2 separate regions of the Zea mays genome follow, and region 2 is linked to region 1. A link is a contact called in public Hi-C data. All regions are on one chromosome and are shown on one strand. The core of a region is the stretch at or near the end of the contact, and the rest is flanking DNA. Distances in the headings are between cores, read along the strand shown. Region 1 holds the start of LOC100277671 (Regulator of Vps4 activity in the MVB pathway protein). Region 2 holds the start of LOC100273327 (putative glycolipid transfer protein (GLTP) family protein).

Region 1 (6,801 bases), core at 1,196-3,695:
CTGTGACTTCTACTCGGAATCTCAGATCGATGCCGTTCAAAAAAATGGAATTCCCGTGCAAATCGTCTGAAGCGTCAACGGAAGCGTAGCAGAACCTTCCTGGGACAATGCATGGCAGAGGCTGGGCCATTCTTGTATCCCCGGGTAGACCTCAAAGTTTGGACCAGATCATTTGGTATCGGCACGGCATGATACGAAATAAGAGTGGCTGGCTCCAACAAGACCCTCTAAAGGGTCCTGTACCCTAAATTTAGAGGACGAGGACGTACTCTACTCCCTCCAGCAACGTCCTCTAAACGGTCCTCTAAATTTAGAGAACGTTGTTGGATCCTCTATATGTAGAGTTTCTCTAAACGGTTCTCTATCTATTTGAATACTTTAAACAACCGGTTTAATAAAACTAAAATATGTAAAATACATTTGAGAGTATGACAAATACGTATGTACAAAAATTAAAAAATTAAAAATATCTTTAATATAGGTATTTACATATAGAGGACGTGATTTAGAGGACGTTGTTGGAGAGAAAGTAGATATAGGAGATGGAATCTTTTAGAGAAGACTGTAAAGGACAGATATAGAGGATGTATATAGAGGACGTTGCTGGAGATAGTCTAAAATATGACTTGACACGAAAAAAAATAGGTATATCATGTTGTGCCTCAAACTTAGATACGATAGACGGCATGACACGACTAAATGGACCGTCATTGAATCGACACGACATGAAGTGAGGTACTAAATAGAAAACTAGCGTTTAAAAATGGTTATTTCATGTTCCAATATTTTTATCTCTTCATAAAAGTTATAGAAAACATTGATCTCTCTTTTTATATGATTTTTTTAGTTTATAGCAAAAGTTATGAATATTTTCATAATGTATTTTTTAGATATATATAAGTTTTTTTTGTCCCTATCGTGCTTAGGATGGTATCCTCCTGTCGTGCTTCGAGTCGGGTCAAGCTTAGTTTTTAGTATCTGGACACGTTACAACCTAGCCTACAATTATTTTCTGTCGTGTTGGTAAAAAAAAAAGTTAGCCCGAGTCCGGACAACTTTCAGCTCTAATCCTGTGGTGGTGCACGTATCCGTATCGTGGCAGCCTTGGGCGCTCACCGCGCTCACGTCTCTGACGTACCGTACGTACTGGAACCGATCAATCATCCCTGGCAAAACGTTAATTCACCAACAAGTCGCATTCGACGTTAATTATGTTGCTTCGTTTTTTCTTCCGTGGAAGGTGACTAGAAGCAGTCTTTTTCGCTGTTCTCTTATCAATACTCGATGGATGTTTTGGTGCAGCTGAGGCCGGCACGTCGTTATTATCCGGATATCTAATGCAATTTTTCAATGTTCGTTTGTGTCTGCAATTTTTTTTGACGGTTACCGGGCGAGAGCCTCTCCAAATGAACGGTAGAAAACCGTGAGAACGATATAAATCGAAATCAGGACCGGCCAGCTCGTAACCGCCGTCGAGCATATACCACTGAGCTACGGTCAGGGACGGAGCTAGGTAGCCATGGGCGGGCAGGATGTAGAAGGGGCTCCTGCTATAGCGGTTTAGTTGCTCCTCTTAACATTTAGGTGTGTGTGCGCCTGGACAATTTGCTGTGGACACTCTATCTGAATGCAACGAAGCCTAGTTCTTCGTTTTTGAAGAGAAGAAATCAGATCTAGAGTGATCGGCGGCACTCGGAAATGACAAAAGAAAATGTCAGCCGTAGAAAAGGGGAAGGCGCGTTTGACACAGTAAAAGCGGGCCTCCGGTCGCGACCTGGACGACGAAACCACACGTCACTCTCTATCATGAGACAGCGTCGATACCGACACGACGAGCCACTGCCTTGTAGACCAGGCCGTACGAAATGGAGGTGGTTATATACGGACGCACGCTCTCACAGAGTCACAGTCCCGCAACGTTTTCTAGATTAGTTGGCGCGACTGTTTCCTCCCCGTTCCCGGCCCGGCTCACCGTGCCGCAAGTTTCCAGCCGCAGTCGCTGCACCGTCGTTTTCGACTTCGACCACCCTGCTTGCCCAGCCAGGCAAAACGAATCGAAGACAAAGAAAACCGGCGCCACTCGCCGACGTGGCGATCTGCACCCGCCGACTACCGGTCCGGAGATCCCAGCAGCGAGCCGAGGACAGACAACCCCGGTCGGGCGGCCAAAACCCGCGTGCCGCGCGGCCGAAAAACGTGAGCGCGTCCGCTCAGACGTTTAAAAGCCCGCTCGCTTCGCCACAAAGCAAACCCACCACCACAAGGAAGGGAAGCGTATCAGTATCACCAGTTCACCATCCTCGGATCCTTCGCCTTAATCGCCCGCGTCAGCCATCTCACGTACCGGTCCTCCAGTTTCCTCCCATCTTTCACACACACCACGCCACGACCCGGCCCCGGGGTATAAAAGCACCAGGGCGAAGCCGCGCAACGACTCGATCGGCAGCAGCCAGGGCTCGCCTCGGGGGACCGCGTGTTGCTAGCGAGCTCGGTGCTGCCGGCTGCCGCCCCAGTGCGAGGCGATGGGGAGGAGGCTGGACGTGCTGCTGGGGCGGACGACGAAGCAGACGGCGCGGCTCAAGTCGCTGCTGGGGCTGGCGGCGACGCGCCTCGGCGTGGTGCGGGGCCACCGCCAGGTGCGGTGCGGGCAGGCGCGCGGGGACGTGGAGCAGCTTCTCCGCCTCGGCCACGCGGACCGCGCGCTGGCCCGCGCCGAGCACGTCGTGCGGGAGCAGAACGCGCTCGACGTCCTCGCCGAGCTCGAGGCCTGCTGCAACCTCATCGCCGAGCGGGCCGCGCTCGTCGACGACGCGCACAGGGGGGAGTGCCCCGAGGAGCTGCGGGAGGCGGCGGCGGGGCTGGTATACGCCGCCGCCAGGTGCGGGGACCTTCCGGAGCTGCAAGAGGTCCGGGCCATCCTCGCCGCCAAGTTCGGCAGGGAGTTCGTCTCCGCCGCGTCCAACCTCCGCAGCGGGTGCGGGGTCAACCCCAAGGTGAGGCCCGGCGGCGACCCGCGTACTCTGGCTGGCTGGCCGACTGACTTCTCAACCTTGGATTCTCGACTAAACTTGGATTCTCGACAGATCGTGCAGAAGCTGTCGACCAAGCAGCCGAGCCTGGAGAGCCGACAGCTGGTGCTACAGGAGATCGCCGCCGACAAAGGGATCGCCGTGCGCATCTACGAGCCGCCTCCTCCCTACGAGGACTCGGGGAGCTCCAACCACAGCCACAGGAAGACGGAGCACGATGGCGAGAGGATCAGTAGGACGCCACCAGTTGATGGCCGGGACGAAGACATCTCCGGCCACTCGGCGCAGAGGTACAAGGACGTGGAAGCGGCAGCTCAGGCCGCGTTCGAGTCGGCCGCCTCGGCAGCCGCCGCCGCGAAGGCGGCCATGGAGCTCTCGCGTGGGGAGCCCAGGGGGCCCGGTGACAGGAGGAGGGCAGGGAGGACGCAAATGGATGATCCTGAGATCGAGAAACAAGATGAGGTGCTTCATGGAAACAAACCCGAGAAGATTGGGCATGGCCGGAATTACAGTTCAGATGTTGAGATCACGCCGGAGGACGACGAGGCAAACCACGGCAACGTTGCAGTGGACGAACCGAAACAGCGGGAGCCTGCCAGGGGAAAGCCGGCATCGGTCAGAACAAAGTGGGGATTTTAGCGGCATCCAGATCGCAACGGAGGAGATGGTTTCTTCGTCTTGTCAATATATTGGCATGGAAGTTGTTTTTTTTCACTGTAGTAGTATGTAATTAACGACGGTTACCAAAAAAACACATGAGCGATTTGATTTATTGCCAACAGTTTGCACACTAGTACACTATGCCTGTACTAATGCTATGTTCTGTTAATGTGTAGCGTTAATTGTAGTACATGTTCTTTGGAGGAAAAATATTGATGTTGCAATTCAAATGATCTGCTTGGAAAGGATGAGATTGTTTTTTTATTATATAAGGAAGTAGATTATATATTATGAGGCAGGACAATACAATAAAGCGGTTATCCCAGAAGACAAATTGACAAATGTCATGGCAAGAAGTTTGGAAAATAATAATATATAATGATGCCAATTGCCAAGAAACAAATTGATGACACAGCACAACACAGCTCCAATGATCACACACAGCAATCACATAAAGGGAATGTGTGGCTAACATATGTGGAAGGTGCTAGCGCAAGGCTGGTGAGTCAACTCACACAAGTAGGATGATCCGAGATCCTCGTAGGCTACAGCCCCATCAGATGTGAAGACAGTGCAAGGCCACTGCGCGAGAAACGATCACGGCACTGATTTAGGGATTTTGCTTGTAGCAGGTCTAGGTGCACAGAATGGCGTGCGCAAAGACACGGTATTTTAGAATGCACTATATAGGAGTTTTTTTTTGAAAAGGAAGATTTTTCATTGCATTTAAAAGTTTGATACAAATCGTCTCCCGGCCTCTGCAACAATAAGATGCACACAGCCTAGAAAAGAAAGAAAAAGAGAAAAGAAAAAGAACATGGCAAACACATTCTTAATGGCTGTCAATCCTACGACTAGAACGCCACCCATGTGCCTGAGATAAGAACTTCGTAGTCATCTGCTCCAAACGTTGTGAAGCTTCCATCACAATAGACTGTTGATCGTGCCTCTGCAGTACAACCCAAGACCGTAGCCAGTGGGTAGTAGTGAAAATAACCTGCAAAGGAGACATATTAAATTTCTTTTGAAAAACCAGATCATTCCTACTAAGCCAGAGTGACCAACAGATGGTTGCTACTCCTAGTAGGGCTAAATTTTTTTAATTTTTTGTCAAATTGTGAAAGCCAATTCCCGAACATATTTGAAGTGGAAGTTGGTTTTGGGATTCCTAACGCCCAAAACATCATGCTCCATACCATACGAGCAAATCGACATTCGAAAAACAAGTGCTGAATTGTTTCATTGCCTTGACAGAAATTACATGCTTTACTTCCCTTCCAATTTCGTTTAGCTAGGTTGTCTTTGGTGAGGAGCACTCCTCTACGAAGATACCATAGAAAAATCTTGATTTTGAGGGGTGCTTTTATTCTCCATAGTCTCTTATTTAGGTTTGGTACCTCTTATTTGATAAGGGCTAGGTAAAGAGACTTTACCGAGAATTGACCATTTGGGTGCAAGTTCCAACGAAAAATATCTTGATCTTGTGTTAATGGTATGTTAACAAGCTTTTGGCGCAACTCATTCCAAGCAACAAGCTTAGACCCAAATAGAGATCACCTCCAAGCTAGGTTTATGTTGTCTGATTTTAATACTGTTTCAACTGTCTTGAATTTCCTTCGAACAGTGTTATATAAAGAGGGGTACTGGGTTTTTAAAGCTATGCCGCCTAGCCACCTGTCTTCCCAGAATCTTACTTGTGATCCATTCCTGATTTCAAAGATTCCAAAGCGAAGAAAGTCTTGCTTCACCTTCATCAGTCCCGACCAGAAATGTGAGTCCCCTGGTTTCCATTCAACATGTACTAGTGGTTTGGATCCAAGGTATTTGTTTCTAAGCAATTGTTGCCACTTTCCTTCCGTAGTTAGGAGTTTAAACAACCATTTACTTAGCAGGGCCCTATTCTTTAAATTGAGATCCATGATGCCCAAACCCCCTTGGTCCTTAGGTTGACAAAGGACGTTCCATTTAGCTAGGCGGTATTTTTTTTATTCTCATCACTTTGCCAATAGAAACGAGATCGAAAGTAGTCAAGCTTCTTGAGCACACCTTTTGGAGCAAGAAAAAAGGACATCATATACATGGGAATACTATTCAAAACTGAGTTGATTAAGGTTAGCCTTCCCCCGATTGATAAATGTTTTCCTTTCCAGCTACTAAGCCTTTTTTCAAATCTTTCCTCTACCTCCCTCCAATCAGTATTTTTCAACTTCCTATAATGAATAGGAATACCCAAATACCTTAGAGGGAACTCTCCTTTTTTACACCCAAAAATATCTCTATACAATTGCTCTTGGTCTTGTGCTGCACCAAAGCATAATATTTCGCTCTTGTGAAAGTTGATTTTTAGTCCCGAGATTTGTTCAAAGACAAAAAGCAACAATTTCATATTGTGAGCCTTCTCCAGATCATGTTCTAAGAATAGGATGGTGTCATCCGCATATTGAAGGATAGATAAACCTCCATCTATTAAGTGGGGCACAACTCCACCGACTTGTCCTTCCATATTTGCCCTTTTAATTATTATAGCCAACATATCTGCTACAATATTAAAAAGGAGGGGTGAAAGTGGGTCTCCTTGCCTAAGGCCTTTCTTCGTTTGAAAATAATGGCCTATCTCATCATTAACGTTTATAGCCACACTACCTCCCGAGATGAAGGTCTTTATCCAAGATATCCATCTTAGAGAGAAACCCTTCATCCGTAGAGTTTGGTACAAGAAAGGCCACTTAACCTTGTCGTATGCCTTCTCAAAATCCATCTTGAAAATTATCCCATCAAGCTTTCTTCTATGTAGCTCATGGATTGTTTCATGTAGGATTACTACTCCTTCTAGGATATTTCGTCCTCGCATGAAAGCGGTTTGAGTAGGATTCACTATTTTGTCTGCCACTAGATTCAACCTGTTTGTAGCGACTTTGGTGAAGATCTTGTAACTAACATTCAAGAGGCAAATGGGTCTATATTGTTGTATTAGATTCACATCTTGTATCTTAGGGATCAGGGTGATTACACCAAAGTTCAGGCTAAACAATGGTAGATCACCCCTATGCAGGTCCTCAAACATTTGCAGCATGTCATACTTAATAATATCCCAATACTTTTGGTAAAACTC
Region 2 (7,672 bases), core at 1,465-3,964, 140 kb after region 1:
TAGTCACCCTGATCTAATTCCCTCGAACTGAATCCCCCAGCATAGCCTCCCGGACCAGGGCGGATCCGCCCCTAATCACCTTAAGCAAAGTCCCAATCCAAGTCGCCCCACTCAATCTACCCCAACCTCAATTGCGCCAAGACATGTCATTCTAGACCATATACCCCTAAAAATATACCACAACCTAGGTATCATAAGCCTCTCGAAAGGCATATCGCAATTATGGTCCTATGACCATTCGACACACGCTCTTGACTATGGTGTGCTTGGGCCATGGTCTCAGCCTGATGGCCGCCCATTTTCACGGGTTTCTTAAATGTATGTCGGTTGTACATTCCCTAACAACTGGTTGTACATCTAAACTAGAAAGGTCCCCCTTTACATTTCAGACCTCAAATCTCTTGCAGTATATAATTAGATAGCCAAAACCAAGATCAGCTGGATTAGCGAGAGAACTCATGGATATCTGAATAGTCGTTTGCATTATCCATCAGTTTCTATATGGACAGTCGGCAAGAACATCAATGTCCATGCTAGAATTATCATGCAGTTGTACAACACATGCACGAGACCCGTGCGTGCAACAAAGGAAGAAAAGGGAGCATCCATCCACCACCCAACAAGGCTGAATAAATAACTATGAACAATAAATCGATGGTACCAACAACGGCTTTGTGAACAAGCTGCAGACTTGATCTTCAGTCCAGTCCAGTTCAGATCAGCTCACCAATCTAGGCTAATGTTCCTCGAGAGGAAAAGGTTGTCGATGTACTCTATGATAGGACTAGAAGCATCAATGTATCTCCTCATCTCCTTCTGCACGGAGAAATCTGCGTCAACAATCAATAAAGGACACTGTTAACACTTGACATGAAGAGTCGGCAGAATATCTGGTTTCGGACATTGGCATCTCAGATGCCTAACATTTGATGATAGAACATCTGCCGCAAAACATTTGATCAATCCCTCTCTGGAGAAATAAAGGCATTTTCTTTCGAGAAAACGAAATTCGAAGATTGGTAAAGTTGTAATCCTTCGAAACGTGGTGGGTCTTTGCGTTTGCTTACCAGTTTCATTCAGCCGCACTATCAACTGCTCCCTAGTTGGAAGAGTGTACATGCCAGCACCAACAGCCTTCCTGATCGCCCAGCTATGAAACGGCGCGCAGACCTGCCCGTAAGCTATCGTAGCAGCATCATACAATGTCCCCCTGAAAAAAAAACAAGTGCCAAAGAACAGAGCCACCAGTCAATATATAAGTATCATTTTAAAACAAAACAGCTATCTGTCCAAATCATAGCACTTGACAGTTACACATGTACATGCAGTAATAGCCTTGTGAGCACCAGCTGGCAATTTGGTAAATGTATTTAACCACATCCACATGACAACCAGTTCGAGATCATGCAGTTATCATCGTACACATTCTGACAAAAGGACATCATACGCTGTATACAGGCCTTGAGATTCAGTCAATGTGGCCTATCTTGCCTGAAATATTCAGACTTAGTGATGAGATGTGTTCATGTTTGGTTGAATGCAACGAGACGTACTCGGTATCGAGGAATTGCTCGAAGAGGGCTTTAATGAGGCCGAGGCCGAGACGGACCCTGCGTAAGTTCCGGGAGTGGCTTCCCTGCTTCTTCACGCAGTCATTCTGGATGTCCTTGTCGAGGATGTCGCTCAACGTGCGGTACGACTTGCCGGCACCGATGAGATCGTTCACCTGGAAAGATGGATGGCTGATATGAGCATTCAGTATTCGCACGGGGAGGCGCCGTTACATTCCTTCGCCGGAAGGCCGGGAGTACGCGTGAGCAATTTTGATTGGTATACTAATGCCGACCACTGAAATTTTGAAAGACTCTGCACGCAATCGAGAAGGAAGCTTCCTTGGAAAAAAAGATGCAAACTTTCGATTCCTGTGATGACGTACGTTAAATTTTTTTTTGAAAAAAATAAGGAAATGATATAATAATCCAAAGTAATTTTTTTGGGCAACGTCGGTCGTCGGTGAACGCTGCACGATCTGATGAAAGTCAAACAACGTGGCGCCATGTTATCCAGGCACGGAGATCGCAACAACGGTCCAAGCGATCGGGGCGAAAAAAATAGGGGGGGTCATCGCGCAGAATCAATCGCGAAAGGGATCGGTCGGCGGGACAGCGGGATCGTAGGGCGCTCACCTTGGTGACGTACTCGATCTCGGCGAACCTGAAGGCCATCCCGAGGCTGCTGAAGAGCACGGAGACGAGAGCGCAGGAGTCGCTGAAGGGAGCGAGGCGGAGCTCCCCGCCATCGGCCTCCATGCCGCGCGCCAGCTCCTCGAACGCCTCCGCCACAGCCGTCAGCGGCTTCTCCATCCCCTGGCGCGCCGCCACGACGGCCGACACCCCCTCGCACAGCTGCTCCGACGGCGCCTGCTCCTGCTCCTGCGCCGACGACCACGGCATCTGCCTGAACCCGAGCATCCTGTCTCGTCCTCTCCGTGCCTCCTCCTTCTGCCTCTCTCTCCCCCGGCCCCCCGGGAAACGTCACGCGTGACGGCTGGCGGGCGCAACGGAGCGGTGGTGGTGGCGCGGGCGAGGTGTGCGAACGCCTCGCCTCCGCGCGCGGCTCGCTGCTCTGTGTTGGGGGAGGGGAGAGGGTGGAAGGCTGGCTGGCTATGTATAGGAGGCGGCCGGAATCGGAATTCTGCCGTGGGGGGAGAAAGACTGAGAGGACTCGCGTTTTGGCGAATGGATCCTGCTTTATATAGCCATCTCGTGCGAAAGGAGGTGGGGCCGTGGGGGTTCTATTCTAACCGAACGGACAGTGACAGGCCGTGGCAGGTTAGCATCCTAATCTTGGAGTGAATTTAAAACAGACATCACGCAAGCCACGCTGTTACTGTTTCTATATGATTTCTACCCAAGAAAAACACGTGCAAATACGCCCATCTGCACAGGACATCTGTTAGCGACATGCGCCTGTGACATACTGACATCACTCGAATCCCCGATGTTCCACGCCGGGCCTCGTTTGTGAATCACGTCTTGCAAATTTTTGCAAGCTACATAGAGGAAGTAGTGTCGTTTGGTTCACATATTTATAACGTAATGACATATTTATAACGTAATGAGTAACTGATAACGTTAAATCATGTTTGTTTTAGTCTAACCGTAATCAGATACCACACTAAAAATTGATACCAGTCTATTCAAATTTGTTACCGCCAGTAATAAGCGTAAACCATTACCATTATCATTTGCGTTACATTTTTGAACCAAACAGCACCTTAATGGCTGGATTGTATAAACATAGGTAGCATATGCATTATTACAAGTTGGATCTCCTGTTTCAACTTGCATTTTATGAAAAACCTACAGGCTAAAAGAAACGTGCCCTAACTAGACTGAAGTACTAAAGCAAAGACTCCGTAATCGATATAAATTCTTTGACATCAAATACAAATGGTTTATCATCATTAATTCTCTACTGTTCTCTAAAAATAGGTTTACAACATCTTTATCCCATTCATCTATACTGGAAATGTGTTATTTGTCGAATGCTATAGGTTTGACGAGTGCAAAATCTCGGACACTCGAGTGTTACTCTTGACGAACAAAGACACTCAGACAAAGATCCCCTCTATGACGAGTGCAAAATGCTCGACATACAAACACTCTCGGCAAAACCATATTTTCCGTGCCCAACTCTTGCCAAATCTAGACACTCGGTAAAGCGTCGTCAACAGCTGACGGGCGTTAACTATGTCGAGTGCCACAGGAAGGTACTTGACAAAGGCACTGTCTTTGTCGAGTGTCTTTTTCTGACACTCGACAAAGTTTATTTGCTTTTTTTCTTTTCCCCTCCAACTTTTTTGTACTGTGTTCATACAATCTCTAGACCTACATGTTCAAATTTGGCACATTTCTCAAAGTGTTTGTTATATCTATTAGATTTAGTACATCTATTTCAATTTCTTCGAATAATTCACATTTGAACGGCAAGTCACTCGAATAATTGAAAGCAACAAATACAAAATTGATATTAATGTTATTGAGCACATTTTGCGGCCTTATTTAGCAACAAACGAACATTCGAAGATCATGTTCACGAAACATGACTGCGAATTTGCAATCCCGTTGTTAAATTGTATAAAACGCAAAAGAAATCATAAAATCATGAAACTTGTCGAGATCTCATGATATCATTATGTAGAGTTTGTGATAAAAAATTTTACAGAGCTTCGTGAAAGTTGTCACGTACGACGTGTACAAACCTAGTCGGCCTCTGTAGAAGTTTCATGATTCCATGTAGAGGCCGGCTAGGTTTGTACACGTCGTATGTGGCAACTTTCAAGAAACTTTGTTAAATTTTTATCATAGACTCTACATATGATTTCAGGAGATCTCGATAAGTTTCATGATTTTCTGACTTCGTTTGTGTTTTATACAATTCAAAACAACTCGATCGCAGTTCACGCTCATTTTACGTGAACATGGTGTTCGAAATTTCTGGTTTGTTCCTGAATTAGGTCGTAACTTGTGCTCAATAACATCAATATAATTTTTTGTATTCATTATTTTCTATTCTTCGAGTGACTTGTAGTTCAAATGTGAATTGCTCGAAGAAGTTCAATTATATGAACTAAATCTAATAGATATAGCAAACTTTGAGAAATGTGCCAAAATTCCATGTGTTGCTCTTGAGACTTTTGGAACACAACACAAAAAGTGGGAGGGGAATAAAAAACAAACAAACTTTGTCAAGTGTCCAATGGAGACACTTGGCAAAGTGGTCCTTTGCCGAGTGCTCTTGTAGGAGGCACTCGACACAATTTTTTTTAAAAAAACTTCTTTCCCGGTTGCCTATCAGTAGACACACGAAAAAGGAATTGATGACATATATTTTTTTAAAAAAATAAAAACTTTTGTGCCGAGTGTCCGAGACGTGGCACTCGATAATTTTTTAAAAAATAAAAAATTTCTTTGTCGAGTGCCATAAAAAATTTATTTGCCGAGTGCCAGATCTTAGGCACTCAGCAAAGTCGATGTATATAACCCTACTCGTCATCGTCTTCTCTTCACTCCTCTACTCTCCTCACCTTCATTGCGCTAGAGCACAATGTCGCCGCCGCCTCTGGCCACCTCCCTGGTCATCCCTGTCGCCTCCAGCTCTGGCCCTTGTCCGCGCTCTCCCTCGCCGCTTCCGCCCTCAGGCATCTCTATCGTAGCCGGCGCTGACCATCCACACCGCTCCGGCTAGGCCTGGGCGTTCGGTCTTAACCGAGTATTCGGTTCGGTTCTTTCGGTTTTTTAAAATTTCAGTTTTCACAAACTAGGAACCGAACTATTGCCTACAGAAGTGAGAACCGACAGTTCGGTTATCTACACTTTCGGTTCGATTTTCGGGCATGACCGAGCAGACCGAGAGTGTACCTGGGCCACTAGCCAACCTGACTGGGTGAGTTCAGGCAACAGCAGCATGTCAGCTACACTTTCAGGTTTCAGCACTAACACAAGCAATAATACAAATTTAAATAGAACAGTTCACAATATATAAGTGTATGATTGACAATTAGACATAGACTGATGAGCTAACAATATAGTCTTCACAGAGTTAACAAGGACATAAGTCTTCGGTAAGACATAGCAGGCTGCACAACAACAAATTCTCTAAAGTTTGAAGCACAATAACAACAGTCAGCACATCATGTTCATCGGCAAGACTCCATTGCGATTGCGAGCTGGGACCTTTCAGATTTTGAGCGCTACGCAAACACGCAAACAGGACTCCAGGAAGTGGGGCGTGTGGCCGTGGGGCACGCCGACAACGGCAACCAACAAGGCGATGAGCAGCACTACAGCAGGCACTCAGGCAGAGGCAGCAACGCATTAGACAGTATTCATCAAAGACTCGAAGTTTCACAAGAGGATTGGTCGCTTTGGGAAGAAAACTCTAGTACCAGATAGATAGCAGTCGTTGAAGTTTGACAAGAGGCGTCGTGAGCTGCCGGCTTCGGATGCAGCCAATGACAGTGAGCCGGCGAGGCGGCGACGGTCGACGGCGAGGGTCGAGGGAGAGTCCTCCGGGCTCTAACGGTGACAAAGCTAAGTGACGATGTGTCGCCGCCACTCCTTGGGGCTGGAGACTGGAGGTGGAGGCGCGGGGTTGAGACATGAGAAGTTAGGGTTACAACTTACAATGTTCGACGGAGATAGATACGGGGTGGACGGATATGGGCTGGGCTGATTGCCTGATTCAGTGCATTGTTGGGCCATTCGGTTTGATCGGGTACCCGACTAATGTAACCGAATAACCGAATAATATATCGGTTTCTACCAACTAGGACCCGAACATGAACCTGAGAACCAGTATTTCGATCTGATCGGTCTCGGGTTCGGTCTGATCGGGTTCGGTTTTCGGTCTCGGGTATTTTTTCCCAGTCCTAGCTCTGGCCACCTCCCTCGTTGTCCTCACTGCCTCCAGCTCTTACCCGTGTCTGCACTCGCCCTCACACCTCCGCCCCTAGCCATCCCCGACGCAGTCAGCCCCAGTCATCCTCGTCGCCTCCGACCACCTCCCCGGTATCATATATTACTTGGATTGATGTGAACTAGAATACTATAGATTGATGCAGTAGCAATCCTTAATCGATGCAGTAGCTAGACGAGAACTGTATTTTCACTAATTACTATATTTAGCACTTTAGCCTAAATAAAGTCTAGGTGAATGTATTCTTGTTTAACTATCTTTGTTTAATCATCCTTTCATGTCGTATTAGGTTTGTCCTAAGTCAATCTCTCTTAACTTTGACTATCAAATTTGATGTTCAACAAAATGCAAACTATATATTATAGAAGTTCACTTGAGATCATGTATATGTTCATGTAAGCCATGGTGTTGTTATTTTTTAGGATTTAAAACCTCACCGTGAAGGGGAGTTACTGTAGATTTTTTTGTATTGGCATGCTTGTGTTTATTGTTTTTTGTAGAGAAGAGAGAGGCGTAGCTGAGCTAGAGTAACTAGGCCACATGATCGTCTTCTTAGCCGTTGTGGGTCTGCCTACACCGCGTGTGTCGCCACTACACCGACCCGCCATAGCACCACTAGTCTGACTTCACTGTCACCCTAGGTATAACCTGCATTTCCATATCATGGTCGTAGATCACATAACCCAGTTAGCCATCTCCCGTTTGAAAGAGATACGATTGCAAATATGCATATCTTTGCATATTTATAACTTCATATGTTTCAAATTGTTCACATTTGTTGGACATCATGTGGATGCATATATGGAGTTAGTTCCTATGCTCTACTTCAATCCAGGATGTGTATTTGGTGAACATCGAGGAGGTGCTGCCGAAATTCTATCTCGGTTCGGAATAGAGCATGGAAACTTACCCCATCTACGCATCTGCACGGTGGGATTATGACATATCCTCAACTATTAGAAAGTAGGAATGTAGTGTTCCTTTAGGAAGAGGTTTAAATTACTCAGTGCTAATATGTTAGAGGATGGAGGCAGTGGCGGAGGACGCTAGAAAATTTAGGTGTTGCTAACACAACGAAGAATAAAAATTTATGACACAGTTTAAAATAACTTATAGCTACAAAATAAGTAATAGATGTTGAAAAATACCTTATTTAATAGTTATCTTGATTATAATTCATTTACAACCAAAT

Evidence for each region. Hi-C and Micro-C count contacts between places; a contact is called where the count stands out from the background.
Region 2: a Hi-C map of bundle sheath shows a contact between it and region 1, with 2.1 times the contacts expected there. The contact joins the promoter of LOC100273327 here to the promoter of LOC100277671 in region 1. A contact is called at or near these places in 3 of 25 Hi-C or Micro-C datasets (bundle sheath, endosperm and tassel).

The regions. Positions count from the first base shown.
Region 1 is chr1:273,770,048-273,776,848 of Zm-B73-REFERENCE-NAM-5.0, forward strand. LOC100277671 (Regulator of Vps4 activity in the MVB pathway protein) reads left to right here and starts at 2,446. Exons shown (of 2, transcript NM_001151178.2): 1 at 2,446-2,993; 2 at 3,084-3,945. The coding sequence starts at 2,523. The coding sequence ends at 3,668.
Region 2 is chr1:273,908,032-273,915,703 of Zm-B73-REFERENCE-NAM-5.0, forward strand. It overlaps LOC100273327 (putative glycolipid transfer protein (GLTP) family protein), which reads right to left and starts at 2,715. Exons shown (of 4, transcript NM_001147768.1): 1 at 2,187-2,715; 2 at 1,554-1,726; 3 at 1,068-1,210; 4 at 465-816. The coding sequence starts at 2,471. The coding sequence ends at 794. It also overlaps the pseudogene LOC118473246.